Regions from separate parts of the Dromaius novaehollandiae genome. Here region 2 is linked to region 1. A link is a contact called in public Hi-C data. All regions are on one chromosome and are shown on one strand. The core of a region is the stretch at or near the end of the contact, and the rest is flanking DNA. Distances in the headings are between cores, read along the strand shown. Region 1 holds the start of PXDN (peroxidasin). Region 2 has its middle 110 kb from the start of TPO.

Region 1 (4,633 bases), core at 1,398-3,897:
ATCTCACTGAAAGTCAAGTTGATCCGCATTATATTTTAATTAGACTCATTAATATTCTGTCTAATGTCTAGTGCAGACTTAATTGTGTGCCACCTCATACTTCACGAGATTCCACAGGGCATGAAAAAAGTCTCACTTAAATGAATTACCTGTCATTAATAATATATTGACCAAGGACCTGGAGGTTACATGTAACTTAAAGTAAATGGAAAGAATGCTATATGTTTAATAGGAGCTAATAATATGTATAATATGAGCTAAATTGCCTCATTAGAGTGAAAATATCTATACACTTTTAATCTTGGTCTTGGAATTACATATGTATAGCACAGACATTTCCAATGCATAATACAATAGTCTGGCAAATCAAAAAATGCTAAGAACATCTCAGAGCTATTGTAAATATATTTTCTTTTTGAAAAAAAGAAGTCATCATAACTAAAGTACCAAACCGACACAAAATAAACTACTCCCATGTTTTCCCAAATCCTATGAATATCATAATTCAGTGACAGCTCTAATATTTTTGTGCTTAACTATCTAGCTCCAGATGATATAAACTGTCACAGTTCTGCTGCTTTTAGTATGGATGCTGCAGGAGGACAGATTTACAATAGCCAAGAGTTGCTCTGAGTGCCATTTCCAAGACAAGACCTTACTTATGCCAGCACTTGCACTTCAAAGGTCAAAGGTGTGCGAGCTTTTCTTGGATAAAGAAACAAATTTAATTTTCAGATTAAGACACCTGCAGAGCCAAGCACTGGTTACACATGCAGAGGAGGTGGTACATGCAGCAACTGCATGCTGTACCGACTTTGAGGTGATTCACATTTTAACCTGTCTTCAGCAAAACTCTCACAAGCCTTTCTTTACTTCAGACTGGTATCTTCCAGTATAAAATACAGCTGATGGGTTTTGGTGTACAGGCTTCTGAGCAACTTAGTCCATTGGAATAGCAGACTAAGCTCAGCCCTGCAAAAGTATTTAGAAATGTACCTAATTTAGAAGACATACTAATTTAGAAGTGTATCTTGTTCTTACTGTAAGAGTCCAGGAGCCTCTGACTACCCTAGAAACTGTGCAATTTTACTACTGATTACCAGTTACTCATTACTGTTAGTATGTACCAGTAAGCTCTCCTTATCTCTAGACAAAGATGCAACCTGCAGATTGCCAGTGAGCCAGCTTCCCACTCACTGGGAGGTGAAACGGGATATTTTAAAGGGCTCAGGACTCTTTAGACTAGAAAAAGGTATCTGCTTCCATTAGCTAACTCTATTTTAAGATATAAGGAGTCACATCACACTTTAAAGAAGAGAGTCCCAGAAAAAACTTAGTCAAAGAGTATTTCTGCAGAAAGTAAGCTACCGATAATAACCTATCACAGTTTATAGTGACCCTAACGCTGGCCCCATCGAAGATTTCTGGCACTCATAGCACACTTTAGGGCTTTGATTTCCTACACTAGGTGTTTGACTTAGTTCAAAAAAAAAAAAAAAATCACTTCCTCACTCATATGCTAAAACAAATAGTTTTTGCAGCGAGATTCACAGTAAGAATTGAGATAGTTAAACTTAGGCAAGAATGGTCTCTACATTTTTCCTTGACAAAAAGAAGGAAGGAACATGGGCATCCTTATAGAAATGCCTTGGGTTATTTCTGAGGTGGAACTGGAGATGCTGACACCTATTATTTGTAAGGGAATATGTTTTGCTACGCTTAACAGGTTAGATGTGATCAGTGTTACTGTCATGATAGAAATGATTTGCCAATGTCTTCCCCTGGGAGCGTCAAAGCACTTCACCACAGAATTTGGATGGCTCTTCCAGGGCTGGAGAAAAGTATCTATCTACTCCGGGCCGGACCCCATAGAGGAATGACAATATTTTTAAGGCAACATTAGACACCTTCAGGGAAATCTAATTTTGTACTCTCACCACAGAGCTTGTTTCAAGGAAGTGTTGAGATCTAGGGAGCGGAGGCTCCCAACGTTATTCTTGTAAGCACAGCTACGCTCCTGCGGTCTTCTGACACCTCCTTGGCAGCATACGCGCTTACCCGAACATGTCAGCTGAATGTAATTCCAAGGAAATCTAACAGATTTTCCTGGTTCAGCAGCAAGTATCTCAGCACTAAGAGGGGGTAGCGTGGGGGAGTCTTCCAGAGCGGGGTAGAAATGGGACTTGGTTGTACGGGGCTTGCTTCCTCCCGCAAGGGCAGTCTGGGGGCACGGCTGTGCGCTGTGCCCAGGGGAGCAGAGGCAGAGGGGCAAACGGGACCTGCCTGCGAGCAGTGCTGGCGGGGGGAATGCTTGGGAATCGGCGCTGAGATCTTCTCTCCTCTCCCCTTCTCGTCTTCACTTCTTTTTTTTCTCTTCTCGCCCCCTCTTCTTTCTCTTCTCGTCTCTCCTTCCCCTTCCCTTCTCCTCTCGTTTCCCTTTTCTTTTCTCTCCCCTTCTCCGTTCCTTTCTCTTTTCCCTTCTTCCTCCTCTCCTCGGGCGCACGTCGTCGTCCCGGGGGCACCCTCGGGCCAGGCTTCCCCCTTCCCCCAGGGCCGGGGCAGCGAGCCGGGGCGGGGGGCGCGGAGCCGTCGCGGACCCCCGCGGCGGGGCGGGCGGCGCATCCCGCCGGCGGCCGGGGCGGGCCCAGCGCCGTCCCCTCCTCCCGCCTGCGCGGGGGGACGCGCTCGCCCCGCCGCCCAGCACAGCGGCAGCCGCGCGGGGAGCGGAGCGGGCGCGACGCGGAGCCCTCTCCTCTCCTCTCCTCCTCCTTCTCCTCTTCCTCCTCCTCCTCCTCCTCCTCCTCCCCCCGCCGTGCAGCATGGCCCGCTGCGAAGCGGCGGCCGCCCCCGGGCTCTGCCTCCTGCTCCTGCTCTGCAGCGGGGGGCTCGTCCGCCCCGCGGCCGCGCAGCCGCCGCCGCTGCCGCAGCGCGGGAGCGTGTGGTGCCCCAGCCGCTGCCTCTGCTTCCGCACCACGGTGCGCTGCATGCACCTCATGCTGGAGGGCGTCCCCGCCGTGGCGCCCCAGACCACCATCCTGTGAGTGCGGGGCGCGCAGCGGCGGCGCGGGCGGCGGCCTTTGTCTGCGCGCGGCGGCGCGGAGCTGGCGGGGCTGCGCCGGGGCTGCGCGGCGCGGGCGGTGCGCGGCGGTGGCGCGGGTTTGGCCGCGGGAGGGCTGCGCCGCGCTCCGCTGCCCGCGGCCGCTTTGCCGGGCCCGGTGCGCGGAGCGCGGGGCGAGGCGCGCTGGGGCGGGAGGCGGAGCGGGGCTCGGGGACGGGCCGGCCGGGAGCAGGCACGGCGGGCGCTGCCTTAGGCCAGCGGAGGTGCTCGGCCCGTCCCCTGCAGAGCGGGGGCTCCGCGGGTTTCGGCGGGGTTGCGCTGGCAGTGAAACTGCCCGTTGAACACGCTCCGCGGCTGATTCACTGACATTGGCTTGACTGGAGCGGTTACCCCTCTGCCCGGTTTTGCCCTTAGGATAAGCGCAAAAACCTGGGCAGACGTCGCGTGCTGTTGTCTTCCAAGGGCTCCTGTAGGGACGGGGTTTGTCCCACTGCGCCGCTCAGGCTTCCGCGTTACTGGGGACGAGCGTGGTGGCCCTGGGCACCAGCCGCGTCCTTCCCGCGCGGCGGCCGTGGAGGCGAGCGGGGCCTGGCCTGGCTTGGCCTGGGGGGTTTCTGCAGGGCCTCCTGCAACAGCTTCACTGGTGACTTTGCCAGATATTTTCGAAGGGGATCTGTAAAGCCTTGGTGTGTTTCAGCTTCCAAGTATTATTTAATGCGAAGAGCGCAGTCATTTAACGTTAACCGAGTCCCTCTTTGGCAAGACATTCAGCCTTTTGGCAGAGCGTGATTAGTTCTGAAGAGCTTGTAAACCTTTTTAGGGAATAATGCAGGAAGTGGGTGGTTAATGTTTCTTACATCTGAAACAAAGTACATTTACAGAACACCTTTTGCACTGAGATTACAGGGAACCCTAAAGCTAGTTTTGTGAATCATCTGAAATGTTTAAAAAAAACCCAGCAATCTTCAGAATATGGAGTCAAGTCTTAATGGCTTGGTTTCATGTGAGAGGTAGAAGGGCCTGCAACAGCAAAGCGTGTTAGATTAGACCTAGCCAGGGTGGAGCTCCCCTTACCGTGGGTATTTATAATCTTGCAGTGAGTCAGAGGAAAATGTATGAACAATGCAAGCATTATACTTGTCTAACCCTACTAATATATCAAATTGACTAGTGTCCCAAATGTGAATTATCATTCCGGTATAATGCAAGCTACAGTGCAGCGGATGTAATGAAAAAGAAGTTAAGAACTTATTTTCAGCAGGACAAAGAGCAGTAATTGTCAAAACACACTTGTGGATGATCAGCATTCTTACAATATAATGGTGGCCTCACTTTTTGTCTGGTAATAAGTATATTCTTTCCTTTTTTTTTGGCATGCTAAATCACCAACTGACTAGGGGACAGTTATAAATAAATTAAAGACTTCAGTAATACTACTTCTGTAAATAGGCAGTTCTGCTACAGTTCTGCCGAATGGCTGTGAATGGGGAGGAGATGGACCATAAGATAATTGGGCAATATGAATCTCTGGGACAAAGAACAATGCTAGAACTCATTTAGTAATCAGTAGTTTGA
Region 2 (3,993 bases), core at 1,402-3,901, 150 kb after region 1:
AATTCTTCTTGTTTAAATACTGCACAAGTCTGACATGGCAACAACAGCCCTGTGACCTGCTGTGCCAATAGCCCAGGTCTTTTTACTCCAAAGCTCCACCTTCCGTGGGGAGTCTGACCTTTGCTTTTCACTGCCGTGCCTCCCAGTCCCGCTCTCGTGCCCCTCTGGCAAAGTTCTGGCAGCCAGAGCCAGCAGGAGAAGGAAACCGCACCAGAAATCCTCCTGGGGGTGGGGATGGTGAGTTGAAGAGCAGTGAAGATTTACTCAGTACCCTGCCCCTGAGGTTCCTATGCCTTCTAACATACAGTCTTCTGCCTTCAATTTTCCACTTGACTGCTTTGGGCAACCTCATTTCTCTCACTGTTTTCTCCATCTCTCCACATCTTGTTATGCACGTCTGGTCAGCCACCGCTCTTGCTCTTCTTTTTGAAGGCTATAGGTGGTAGATTTGTGACTCCCTGTGTACCTTTTCACTGGCTAGAGTCAAAAAATAAGTGCTTGTCTCTTTATTGGTGAAAAATACCATATGGAGAAGTATGTTTTAAGGGAGAAGAGAAGGGTTGGGGGGGGGGGGTCGTGAGCACTTGCAAGAAGGTACTGTGGTTTGGATGAGGGTATTACTCTGAAGTCAGAGATATATTGTGCCATGAGCAATAGCCTGGATGGTGATTGCCTCTTGGGGCTTGTAGTTTGCTGTTTGGTGTCTGCCAAAAAAGAGTGAACCTGTGGAAAAGATGAAGGAATGAGACCTTTTGATGAAATAGTATGTATGTATGAATATATATTTCCACATATATACAGACTGTTGAGATCACGAAGGTGAGGGAGACAGGTAGGAAGGAAAATTTACTCATTAGACTACTAGGAGTGAGGTCTGCTGAAGTTTTGGAAGAAGCCTCTCTGGACTGGGATCTATTGCCTTGAAGTATGAAGGGAAAAAAGTGTTCCTGTTTTGGGAATATTCAACTGCATTTGTGTGTGGGAATCCAGTGACACATATGACACAAGTGTCATGGAAGATGATATATGATGAGGGGAATGTGGGAAGAGGTTGGAGAAATACATACTGAAACACATGGCAAATGTCACTGAGCAAATGCATAATGCTTTTTTGTGGCTCTTTTGTAGGGAAAATGCTATGTGAACTCCAGTGTACACCTATGGGGGGTATACTATAGACCTGCATTGGTATTGAAATCTCAACCTCTTTTGATCATCTGGCCTCCAACTACAGGCACCAGATTGCATTAGTATGTTTCTGTTTTTTTGTTCTGTTGAAAACAGCAAAGAATCATCTTTCAGGCCTCGTGCAAATAGGGAGAAAGAATATAGTGTAGAATTTGTTAACAGTTACAACAGGAACTGCAGCAAGGAGTCATTGCATGATTTTCAGAAGATATTGATATGAGTGGGATGAACTATGGATAGCCTCTCACCTTTCTAATAAAATAATGAATGAATTTCTTGAAATAAAGGTATTGTAGTGGATGTAGAGTGAAACTGTAAAATACTTAGTACTAATAGAGATGGAACAGTAAATCATAATGAGCACCTGAACTGTGTGCTTTATGGCCTTTATGGCCTTTATGGCCTCTTCTATAGGAAACTCAAAATAATATAATTAGGGATACCACAAGGTACAGAGTTTTAGTGTTGATTCTCATGCCTTCTTCAAAATTCAGTAGCTAAAGAAAGTTATTATTTTTGCAAGAAGTCAATCATGATACCAGCACACAGATTCAGATTCTATATTTCCTGAAATTTTGACTAGCTAAAGTTGTTAAAATCCTTTTTAAACATTACTTTAGTCCCACTTTTATTAGTCATATTTTATAGTGGAGAGGAAACTGATTCAAACTTATCTTTGCTAAATTTTTTTCTGGTGTTTTTACTACAATATATTTATGACTAAGTTTATGATTAAAACAGGTTTTCGGGAAATAAATATCCTTAGGGGCAAGTGAGAGGTAATTAAGAAAAGTTTTGCTCTTTTCAGGTACACACTGGGATACTTTTTCATGGGTTTTATCTTTTTTCACATTATTTGCAATCATGTAACCTTATATGGTCAGTAATCTTACTTGTGCAATGTATCATGAATGGACAGTTGTACATAATAATCAATAATAAGTATTCCTAATACAATATTTGAATCTACTATTTGTGGTTAATGTTTGCAATTTTGATTACAGAGATTTGCAGATTCTATTATGGATATAAAAAAAGAGGTAACTTGAAAACACAATCATTAAAGCAAATGCATTTTTTATGTATTCCTATCTTAAGAGATAAATTTAAAAGTTTGGATTTTCTTTCTGCTGCAAACAAATTTTTTAATAAATAATGCTCTTCAGTGATGTTGATTACCATTTCCTCCCACTTGTCTGCATTTGACAAGCTTCAAAATATCCACTTATCCACTTATAACAAAGCTCCCACTCTGTTATTAACAGCATGGGAAATGTGCTTATAGGCACTTTGTCAAGCCCTGTAGTTAGAAGAGTCAGCAAAACCTACTCATTCATGTTTCTCACGAGCTTTTCCCCTCTATTTCCCCCTCCTCTCCGACCATCTCAAGCAAAAAGCTGGCTCTGTGTTTGCAGTGTACTGTGAGCTGTTTCATTGCTGCTGATTAAAAACAAAGCAAGTCTAACCTTTGTGGGAATTTATAGAGTGGTAATAAATCCAGTACATGCCATCCACATGCTTTTCAAACCTCCTCATATAACCTCCGGTTTTTGTTCTGGGATAAAGAAGCATGGACACTGCTAATTTAACAACTTGAAAGAGGGAAAAACCCTATGTCATGTCCTGTGTGCCCCCTGCCTCCCCCCCTTCCCCCCAGTGCTATCTTTATAACAGGAGATTAGGTGGTGAGAGGGTATTGCACCAAAGCATCCTAAACTCTCCAGAGGCTGGAGGCTGTAGAGGACACAAAGCTGTCTTTGCTATTGTCAGACGTAATAACAAGCTAAGGAAAGACCCAATGAAAAGGAGCTGAGGCAGAGTGCAGTTACACGGAATGACACAGAAGAAGTAGGACATGCATTTAATCTGTTGTAAAAGCAGAGTAGTAATAGTATTGTACTTTGAATTATATTAGAAGCGCATGAGACCCACATTGATAACTGACAGCCAAGTTTCACCCAAGGTTTGCTTTATCAGGGCAGAAAGCAAAGGAATGATGTGTGCAGTCAGTTTTGTACTAGTGAATATTTGGGAGAAAATGTAAAACTGCATTCAGGTTTCAGCTCTCTTCTTTGGAGTTGCACAGAAAGCTAAAATTGACTCTGTTTCACCAGCTGAGGGCTTCCCTGTTTGGAGATATTTACAGCAGGCATGCTCTGAGGATGACTGGGACTTCTCAGGGAGGGAGGCAGAGCGTGTGCCCATCCTGCGCTACGCTCTAGGAGTCATTCGCCAGCAATTCCTGAGGAACTGTCTGCCAACTTGCACTGGACAGGGCTACAGGACTTAAGGATCATATTTGCTGCAAAGATTGAAAAAAACCTGGCTTACTGGCTATAGATTATCTAGAACAGTTGGTTAACCATTCAGTAAAATGTCTTCTAACTGAGTATTTATCATACCTATTCTATGCACAATTCTACAATAGAGCTGGTTTCATGATCATAAGTAGCAGAGAGAATGCTGGCTAAATTCATCAGCCCTTCCAATTTGAGACTTTTGATAGAAGGCTGAAGTACTTAAGCTTTTCATCACTTTTCATCAGAGAACGTAACCTGATATAGTAAAGTGAGAAATTAAGCAGCAAATAGTCATTGTTTCAGTCCTCCAAACTGGTCACCAGGGAATGGAAAATACGGGCTTTGTGTGCCAGCTGGCAGACTCGATTGCCCAGCATGGGAAAGGCGCTTTGTGCCAGTGGAGAGGGTAGAAGTCCATTTCCCCTCTCCTTTCCTCCCCGTCTCTCCCCATTCATTATGAGTCTTCTCTATTCTGCAGGATATCAAGCAGAAGTCCTACAGATAG

Evidence for each region. Hi-C and Micro-C count contacts between places; a contact is called where the count stands out from the background.
Region 2: a contact with region 1 is called in a Hi-C map of liver, with 9 times the contacts expected there. The contact joins the enhancer-like site here to the promoter of PXDN in region 1. A contact is called at or near these places in 3 of 4 Hi-C or Micro-C datasets (brain, liver and ovary).

What each region holds. Positions count from the first base shown.
Region 1 is chr3:21,123,963-21,128,595 of bDroNov1.hap1, forward strand. PXDN (peroxidasin) reads left to right here and starts at 2,648. Exons shown (of 22, transcript XM_064508516.1): 1 at 2,648-3,037. The coding sequence starts at 2,820.
Region 2 is chr3:21,272,805-21,276,797 of bDroNov1.hap1, forward strand. No RefSeq gene overlaps it. Among named protein-coding and RNA genes, the nearest start is that of TPO, 110 kb to the right of the region's middle. Within about 2 kb of position 2,652, at least 2 of the 2 cell types and tissues checked have open chromatin away from gene starts, as enhancers often do.